Regions from separate parts of the Mus musculus genome. Here region 1 is linked to region 2. The links are chromatin contacts, called in public ChIA-PET maps. All regions are on one chromosome and are shown on one strand. Each heading gives the region's core, a stretch centred on a gene start, on an enhancer-like site or on the middle of the called end of the contact. The rest is flanking DNA. Distances are from core to core; before and after follow the strand shown. Region 1 has its middle 25 kb from the start of Gm40750. Region 2 has its middle 120 kb from the start of Gm40750.

What was found. ChIA-PET counts read pairs in DNA pulled down with a chosen protein or histone mark.
Region 1: an RNA polymerase II ChIA-PET map of memory CD8 T cells shows a contact between it and region 2, with 1,177 read pairs. The contact joins two enhancer-like sites. A contact is called at or near these places in 8 of 484 Hi-C or Micro-C datasets (CD4 T cells, CD8 T cells, cardiomyocytes and 4 more) and 4 of 115 datasets of contacts at active chromatin or transcription factors (CD8 T cells, effector CD8 T cells, heart atrium and 1 more).

Annotation. Positions count from the first base shown.
Region 1 is chr10:98,779,945-98,783,391 of GRCm38.p6, reverse strand. No RefSeq gene overlaps it. Among named protein-coding and RNA genes, the nearest start is that of Gm40750, 25 kb to the left of the region's middle. Within about 2 kb of position 1,346, at least 72 of the 459 cell types and tissues checked have an H3K27ac peak or open chromatin away from gene starts, as enhancers often do. A contact at or near this core is called in CD8 T cells, effector CD8 T cells, memory CD8 T cells and 1 more, where this site is marked.
Region 2 is chr10:98,682,632-98,686,489 of GRCm38.p6, reverse strand. No RefSeq gene overlaps it. Among named protein-coding and RNA genes, the nearest start is that of Gm40750, 120 kb to the left of the region's middle. Within about 2 kb of position 2,164, at least 156 of the 459 cell types and tissues checked have an H3K27ac peak or open chromatin away from gene starts, as enhancers often do. A contact at or near this core is called in CD8 T cells, effector CD8 T cells, memory CD8 T cells and 1 more, where this site is marked.

The DNA.
Region 1 (3,447 bases), core at 97-2,596, 98 kb before region 2:
CATGACCAAAAAGCAACTTGGGGAAAAAAGGGTTTATTATACTTCTAGAGCATACTCCATCATTCGAGAAAGTCAGGAGATGAGCTCAAGAGGGAGTAGAACCTAGAAGCAGGAGCTGCTGCAGAGGCCATGGAGGAGTGCAGATTCCTGGTTTGCTTCACATAGATTACTCAGCCTGCTTTCTTCTAGAACCCAGATCTACCAGCCCAGGGAATGGCACCACTCACAATGGATTGGGCCCTCCCGCATTGATCAATGATTGAGAAAATGCCTTATAGCTGGATCTCATGGAGTCATTTCCTCAACTGAGGCTCCCTCCTCTCTGATGAATCTAACTTGTGTCAAGTTGACACACAAAAGCAGCCAGTACACCTAGCTTTTCCATTTTGAAAATCATGTTTTAATTAGTAGAACATCATCTGCATCTTTAAACGGGTTGGCTTATGCATCACCTGATGAAGTATCCACTCGCTTCCTGGAAGTTTGGTCAATTACAGCCTGGAATACAAAGAAGAAAGACTTTTCTTCAATGGTGTAGTAAGTTATGTATGACAAAGACAAAATAATAACAAACGATGATGGATTAAGATGTTCTTGGAGTGTAGAGGGAATCGGTCTAAAGACATGACTGAATTCTACAAAGTATTCAAAAAGTTCAAACCCATGGGAAGTGGTGGCAAAGTTGGTTGTCCTAGTGTTTTTTTTGTTTTATTTTGTTTTGTTTTTGCAAGGATTTGCATTGTTCATGAAGCAGCCATCCCTGAATTTTGATCCAGAACAGTGCTGTGAGCAAAGGAACCCAGCTGTCAGTAGCAATTTCAGAATGTAGTAAATAATTTACTTGCATTTCTCAGAAAAAAAGGCTAAGGGAACACATAACTCTCAAAATTTTCCTCATGGGGTATGTTGGTGGAGGAGGGATATGAAGGAGGGTTCATATTTCATATTTCACTGTAATATGGATAACATCCCTCAGCATAAAGAAAAAGCATGATAAAAAATCTCTTTCTTCGAATTCCATTTTTCTTTTTTATGAGGGACTGCCTCCATGGGCAGCCTCTTCCCTGAGCCATGTCTGCTGGCCCAGCTTGGGCTGATTTTACTTCCCCTGCCCAGTGTCTCCTCCCATTCCTCGTAATTGGCTTAGCATACTTTACAGCTCACTCTTCTGTTTCCTGCTGCCTGTGGTAGGAGGGGGGGGGGGGGCATTGTTCTTTGTTGGCTCTGATGGTTCCCTGTGTCAGAGCTTTGTTTTCTTTTGATGTCTTTCCTCAGGAGATAGAGGTGGAAACAGTTGTACAAAACCATAGTCAGAGGATGCTAGAACGACTCAGAAAGGGGTAGCTTCTGTCTTGCTCTGGAGGAGCAATGTGTCTGAAACCCTACCAGAGGCAAGTCTAGCTCAGGATGCTCTCCCCCTCCTTCTGAATGCTTCAGCTGTGTGGGAACTTTCTCTGTGTGTCTGCGGCTGCTCAGGAAATAGCCTTCAATTGTAGAAACACAGGGTCATGGTTTCATACACTTTGGATGTCATTCGAGAGACAGATTAAAGGCAAGAATATGCACTATCTACACACTGTCTACTATCTCTTAGATACTATCTCTTCTATCTACTTTAATGTTATGCAGCATGGCAGATTTGAGGACTTTCCTTCTTTCCATCTTGTTTGTTTGTTCTTAGCCTCATCCAGGGAAAAGGATATGAGACTTTTTCATATTAATACTCAGGACCATGTATGTACCTATGACAAGAAACCCTTATTGATCACCAAAATGTTACATTTCCTTAAATCCATCCAGTGAATAAATAGGCATGAGTATGAGTATGTTGTCAAATAGTTAACAAGGCTCTACTTCAGTGTTAGATGACGAAATGTATATGTGGTTTTGTTAATGACATGGAGCACAGAAAATAATTTAATTGGTATCATAAAGGTCCCATCTACGTCCTTTTCCACCAAATTCATCTCCGAATCAGAAATGCTAATAAGCTGGAAATGGGTGGATGTGCGCTTTCGCCAACTCTTGTTTCCTTGCTCCCATAGCAGAAACCGATGGCTCAAACTCCTGCAGACGATTCATTCTAATTTTTTTATTGAATGAAAATGAAATCTGCCTGAATCAGAGCACAGACTGATGCAAGGACCACAGCGTGTGCTGTTCTTTATAAGCTGTGTATCTGGTCTCGGCATAATCATAGAGTGGCTAGCGATGATTCATCTAGAAGACCTATTTAAGGAAGGAAGAAAAGTCCCGGGCTTGAGAATGACCCTAATCAGGTGCTGACAATTGTGTGTTGAAAGTTCTATGTAAAGCCCAACTTTCCAACCACAAAAAGGGGCATGTTTTTGTTCAACATTTTGGAGTGTAGAAATTAAGGGAAAGCTGATCTAAGATGAAAGGCCTAGAAATAGTTTTAGCTTTCATGGTTGACACAGGAAAAAAAAATCTATTGAGCAGATTAAACAAATAAATGTCAAGTCATGTGTTTAACTTGAATTCTCATGAGGATTTGTAGTATTTGTCAGATGATTCTAAAGTTTATTTCTGATATTAGATAGATAGGCCAGGTCATAAGGCCTCAACTGAAGAGCCCCATCAGATTCTGCACAGGTAATGCTTTCTGCATTTCCCGTGCATCCACATATTTTAATCCCTTGGGTATTTCTTGCTTTTTTTTTTTTCCTCATTGTGGTTGTTTAACAACATATGACTATTTCTTTTCTTTTGCTAGGCATTGTGTTAAGCTTGGGGATATAAAATATGTCTCCCTTCCTTAAGTTTCTAAGACAAGAAAATGGACTTCAATTGTACAGTGCCCCTAAGTGCTGAGACAAAAATAAACCCAGATGCTAATTGAGACTGAGAAATCTCTGAAGGCTTCCAGGAAGGACTGGCTCATGGGCTGAGCTTTTAAAAAGTAATGTATTTACTGAGATGAAGGAGAGGCTGAGAATGTGGTTGATAAATGTGTAGATTCAACATCCAGGCAATCTGGTTCTCTCAAGCCTCGGGTGTGTCCATGACTGCACATAACCTTAGGCAAGTTACTCAACCTCTCGGTCTCTCAATTTCCTCCAACGGTGCTATCCTTGATCCTTTCTAAGGTTGAGAGGACAAAAACAGGAGTCTACATTTTGAAGGAATCTGAACAGTATTTGTGTCTCATAAAAGTGTTATATAAGTGTGATGGGGAAGGAAAGGGGGAGGTGATAAGTATTCTAGAAAGGAAATACAGCTTGGTCAGTGGTCCCATAGGACATGCATGACACATTCAGAAAATGATAGGGAATAGACTGTAGGCCTCATTGCTAGGAAGTTCTAAAGAGATAAGGCCACAAAAATTGACAGCTTTGGTGAAGAATGTGGTTACTATTCTAGATACCATGAAGATCACAGACATATTTTAAACAAGAGATAAAACTAGATTCACATTTTAAACAATCT
Region 2 (3,858 bases), core at 915-3,414:
GTAAGTTTCATTGAATGTCCAACATGGGCAGACTCTACTCACCTTCTGATAGGGTGTTAACAGCTGACCCTATAAAGCCATTTTTAGAAAGCAGAGAATTTTGCATTCTAAAATATTGTTAATATGTTTTATTAAATTTAACCTTCTTTTTTGCTATGTAGTCCAGGTTTGCCTTGAAGTCCTAATCCTCCTGTCTCAGCTTCCCAAGTTTTGAAAATATAGGCATATGCCCCTATTCCTGGTTTAAATATCACCTTTAACTTTAGTTTTGCAAATGCAGAAATAAAAGAGATACATTGTTAAGACTTTTTCTAGGGATAAGATGGTTAATAGTTAATAGTTAATAAGATGGTTAATAGATATACTTAAATTTTAACAGCCACAGTGAAAGATTTTAATATCTGTCTTTCCAGTCATTTGTCATGATGTCACTTTTGAAAGTGAGTTAATAAATTAATTTTTAAAATGAAAATGAAAATAGATAATTAATTAATTGTATGGTACTAAGGACTGAGCCCAGGACCTTGGGCTTGCTAAGAAAGCACTTTGTTAACTGGGCGACCTCCCTGCAGTCATAAGGCCAGTATATGACCTAGAAAATTCGTGATCTTGTGCTTTACTGAATGACATGCTTTAGTGATTGGCACTTTCCCATTAAATAATTTATACAAGTGTTGCAGTTCTGCATTTTCCTAAGTCATATACTCAGATGTTAGTGATGAAAAGCTCTGAAATTCTTTGAAAGGGAACTTACTTGCAATCCCCACTTGCTTTGTAGACAAGAAAAAAAAAAGTCAATGGTAAATAATGTAACTTAGGGCCAGAAACCTGCTTCTCAGAGATTTCGTTTCCAAGATATTGACAGAATGCCTTCACACTCCTAAGCAAAGTTTAAAGATGACATTCCATCAAAGGCAGACTGTTTTCTTTTAAAAGCACCGCAAAAAAAGCCCACGTTGCCTTTTACAGACGAAGATAACAGCTTAACCAAGACAGAAAGTTGTGAGTGGTTGTTTATCGATGGCTATTGCTATTGTAGCAGGACACAGTGTCTACTAACCCCAGGCCTGTTCCAGGGAACTTTATGTTTTCTTCACCAAGAGAAAGCACAGAGCTGGTTCCCTGAATGTCAGGGCACCATCCTCTGCACGGAAAATGGAACAAAGAATCTTGTTTTTTTTTTTTTTTGTTTTGTTTTTTCCATGTGCTTCTGTCTCTTTGTAACTTTGCATTTGTGCCGTGTCCCCATTGTGACCCCATTGTCCTTTCTTTTGTATTTTTAAAAAAATTTAATCTCCCCGAGAGGCTATCAAGTTCTAATTGATTTCATAAGGCAGTGAAATAACAAAAAATGTTATTATTTTTTTTTTCTTGAGGGATTTGGAGCCCTGTAAAAAGTGCTTTCTGGTTTTGTGACCCCTTTCATTTCTATTTCGCCATTCAAAATATAAGAATAACAAAAAAAAGTTTCTTTGGAAGGTTATTAGTGGATTATACAAAATATGGTCTGAGAAAGTGCGAGTTTTTTTCCCGTCTCTAGAAATGCATGTTTTTTTGCACGTGCAATCTGCATTGCTTTAATCTCAGCTCTTGATGGCTCGTTGCTGAATATCTGCTCAGGTTTTCATTCTCCCCATCGATGCTCACTCTTAATGGAGTCTGTTTTTCGCTCTTACTCTGTATTCTATTTACCATTTTCTCCAAGAACGTTTTTCCAATTCCCTTTTGCTGGGGAATAAGTTAAAAGTGCCACAGAGTTCATTTAAGAAGCAATAAAGGAGTTAGTCAGCAAATGAAAGAATAGTAAAATAAAGAGACTCATTTAAACTGCTTACAATCTTGCAAAGAAAGATAAAAAACCAATTTGACAGATCATGGAATTTGAAGCAATAAAACTTGGAAGCTGCCACTCATATTAGCTTGGACCCCACCTAGAAGCCCTTTGGACGAGTGTGAATGGAATGTGCCCGTTGACTCAATCCGGGCGGGCGAGCGTGAGGGACTTTTAGTGTGTCTCTTCCTGTACTTTGCTGATTTCCCTGGGACATTCGCTTAGGAGGGCAAGCTGGATTCTATGGTAACCAGAGAACTACACTGACCCTGTTGCCAGGAAAGGTATGAAACACAAAACCAAAACAAAGCAGGCAGGAAGGAAGGGGCTTCCCCCTACGGCTGACTCGAGAGATGTCAGAGGAAACATAAAAACACAACTGTGAAGCGCCAGCACAGTGTTTTCATATTTATAGAGAAGTGACTCGGGTAAAGCAAGAACTAGTATATGGTAAAAACAGCCGGTCCCCTCCCTCAGCACGGAGGGCTGTTTTTTATCCCACAAGCAAACATTTCCATGCCACTGTTGAATAGCTAGGATTTATGGAGAACTGATTTTATCCTAGGGACTTCTGTTTAATTCACAGTCCCCTTTAAAGGTAATCTTCATTTTGTCTTCTAGGTTCATCTGAATTCAATTTAGTTAATTAATCTCAGTATCGCCATACAAAGACCGGTAGTGGTCCATCCGCAGCTTGGTCCAGAGAAATCTCTTTGATAGCTCTTTAAATACTTGCAATTGTGCAACAAATAGCAGTAGTACTCCGTATCTGTTGGCTTGTGGAATGAGGTTAGGAGCATGCTCTGTTCACTGGTCCAACCCAGGAACCTAGTTCAATTCCTGACCCGTTGTACCTAAAGAGACATCTGTAGAATGGCTGACATTTCAGGAGTCTGGGCTTCAGGGAAGTGGTTCCTTTTCCATTGTTTCTAACTTGTAGCAGCAAGGCCAGAGGTCTGTCACTAGCTACTGCCTGGGAGGTTGTTTTTGCCAAGAATTTGGAGTACATAGACACGCCCACTTTTGGCTATCAATCACAATCCAGTATTTTAAAAGAGAGAAATCAAGTTTTCGTTCCATTTTAAGAGGTTGCCTAGGCACACACAGTCATGCAAATAGGTCATGTTAATTTTTGAAGTGACGACATTAAGAACCGGGCAGGACCAGTTTCCTAAGTTTTACCTGCATACTGGTTAGACAAAGATCCTTCAAATCTTCTATTCCATATTAAGTGTTCATAAAATTATTACTTTCTCTCCCTTTTCAGTTTAACAATGAGCTCTTTGTAGTCAACAGAATTCTCCTTTCTCCATCCTCCCACCTTAGATCCTAGTTTTCATTGCAAGAGCTTAAGGAATGCATGTTAAATGAGTTATAGTGCCATCATTTTTATGATGTTGGGCTGGGCAATGTTCTTCACTCTTTTGTATGTGACATTATAGTCTAGATTAGGCTGTAGTAACCACCTTAAACTTTCTTTTACATTCCTGGTCCCCTAAAGTGCTTCGCTTTGTACCATCACATAGGGATTACTGCCTTGTGATGATGGCATTAAATATCCAGGTTTCAGGGGTTCTAATAGCAAGAGATTAGAAGGAAGGCAAGCACAACTCAAGCTAAGAAAGCATTGGTCCAGAGTGTCGTTCACTTTACCTTAGCCGGCACTGGTCACACGATCACATTTTCACATAAAACCTCAGCAGACCATGGAAAGTGTAATCTCACATCTAACTCAAAGTGAAAGAGAAGTAGATATTAGGGAATATAAATGAAATCTATCATGGAGCAATCATCTTTGTCAGACTTTGTAAAGGGGGATGACAGAAAAAGCAATCTCAAAAAAGAAAAAAGATAGATTGTAAAGGGGAGAGAAAACGCCTAGCCTGACAGAGCTGAATCTTGTCAGAAAGCTCAATATGAACCCTTAAGGAAACCAATCCTGTCCTTTCAATGCCTCTGAGTACATTATACTCAAAGGTCATCAGGAAGTTGATTGTTCTCTGATAACTGCCCATCAAATTTGAATG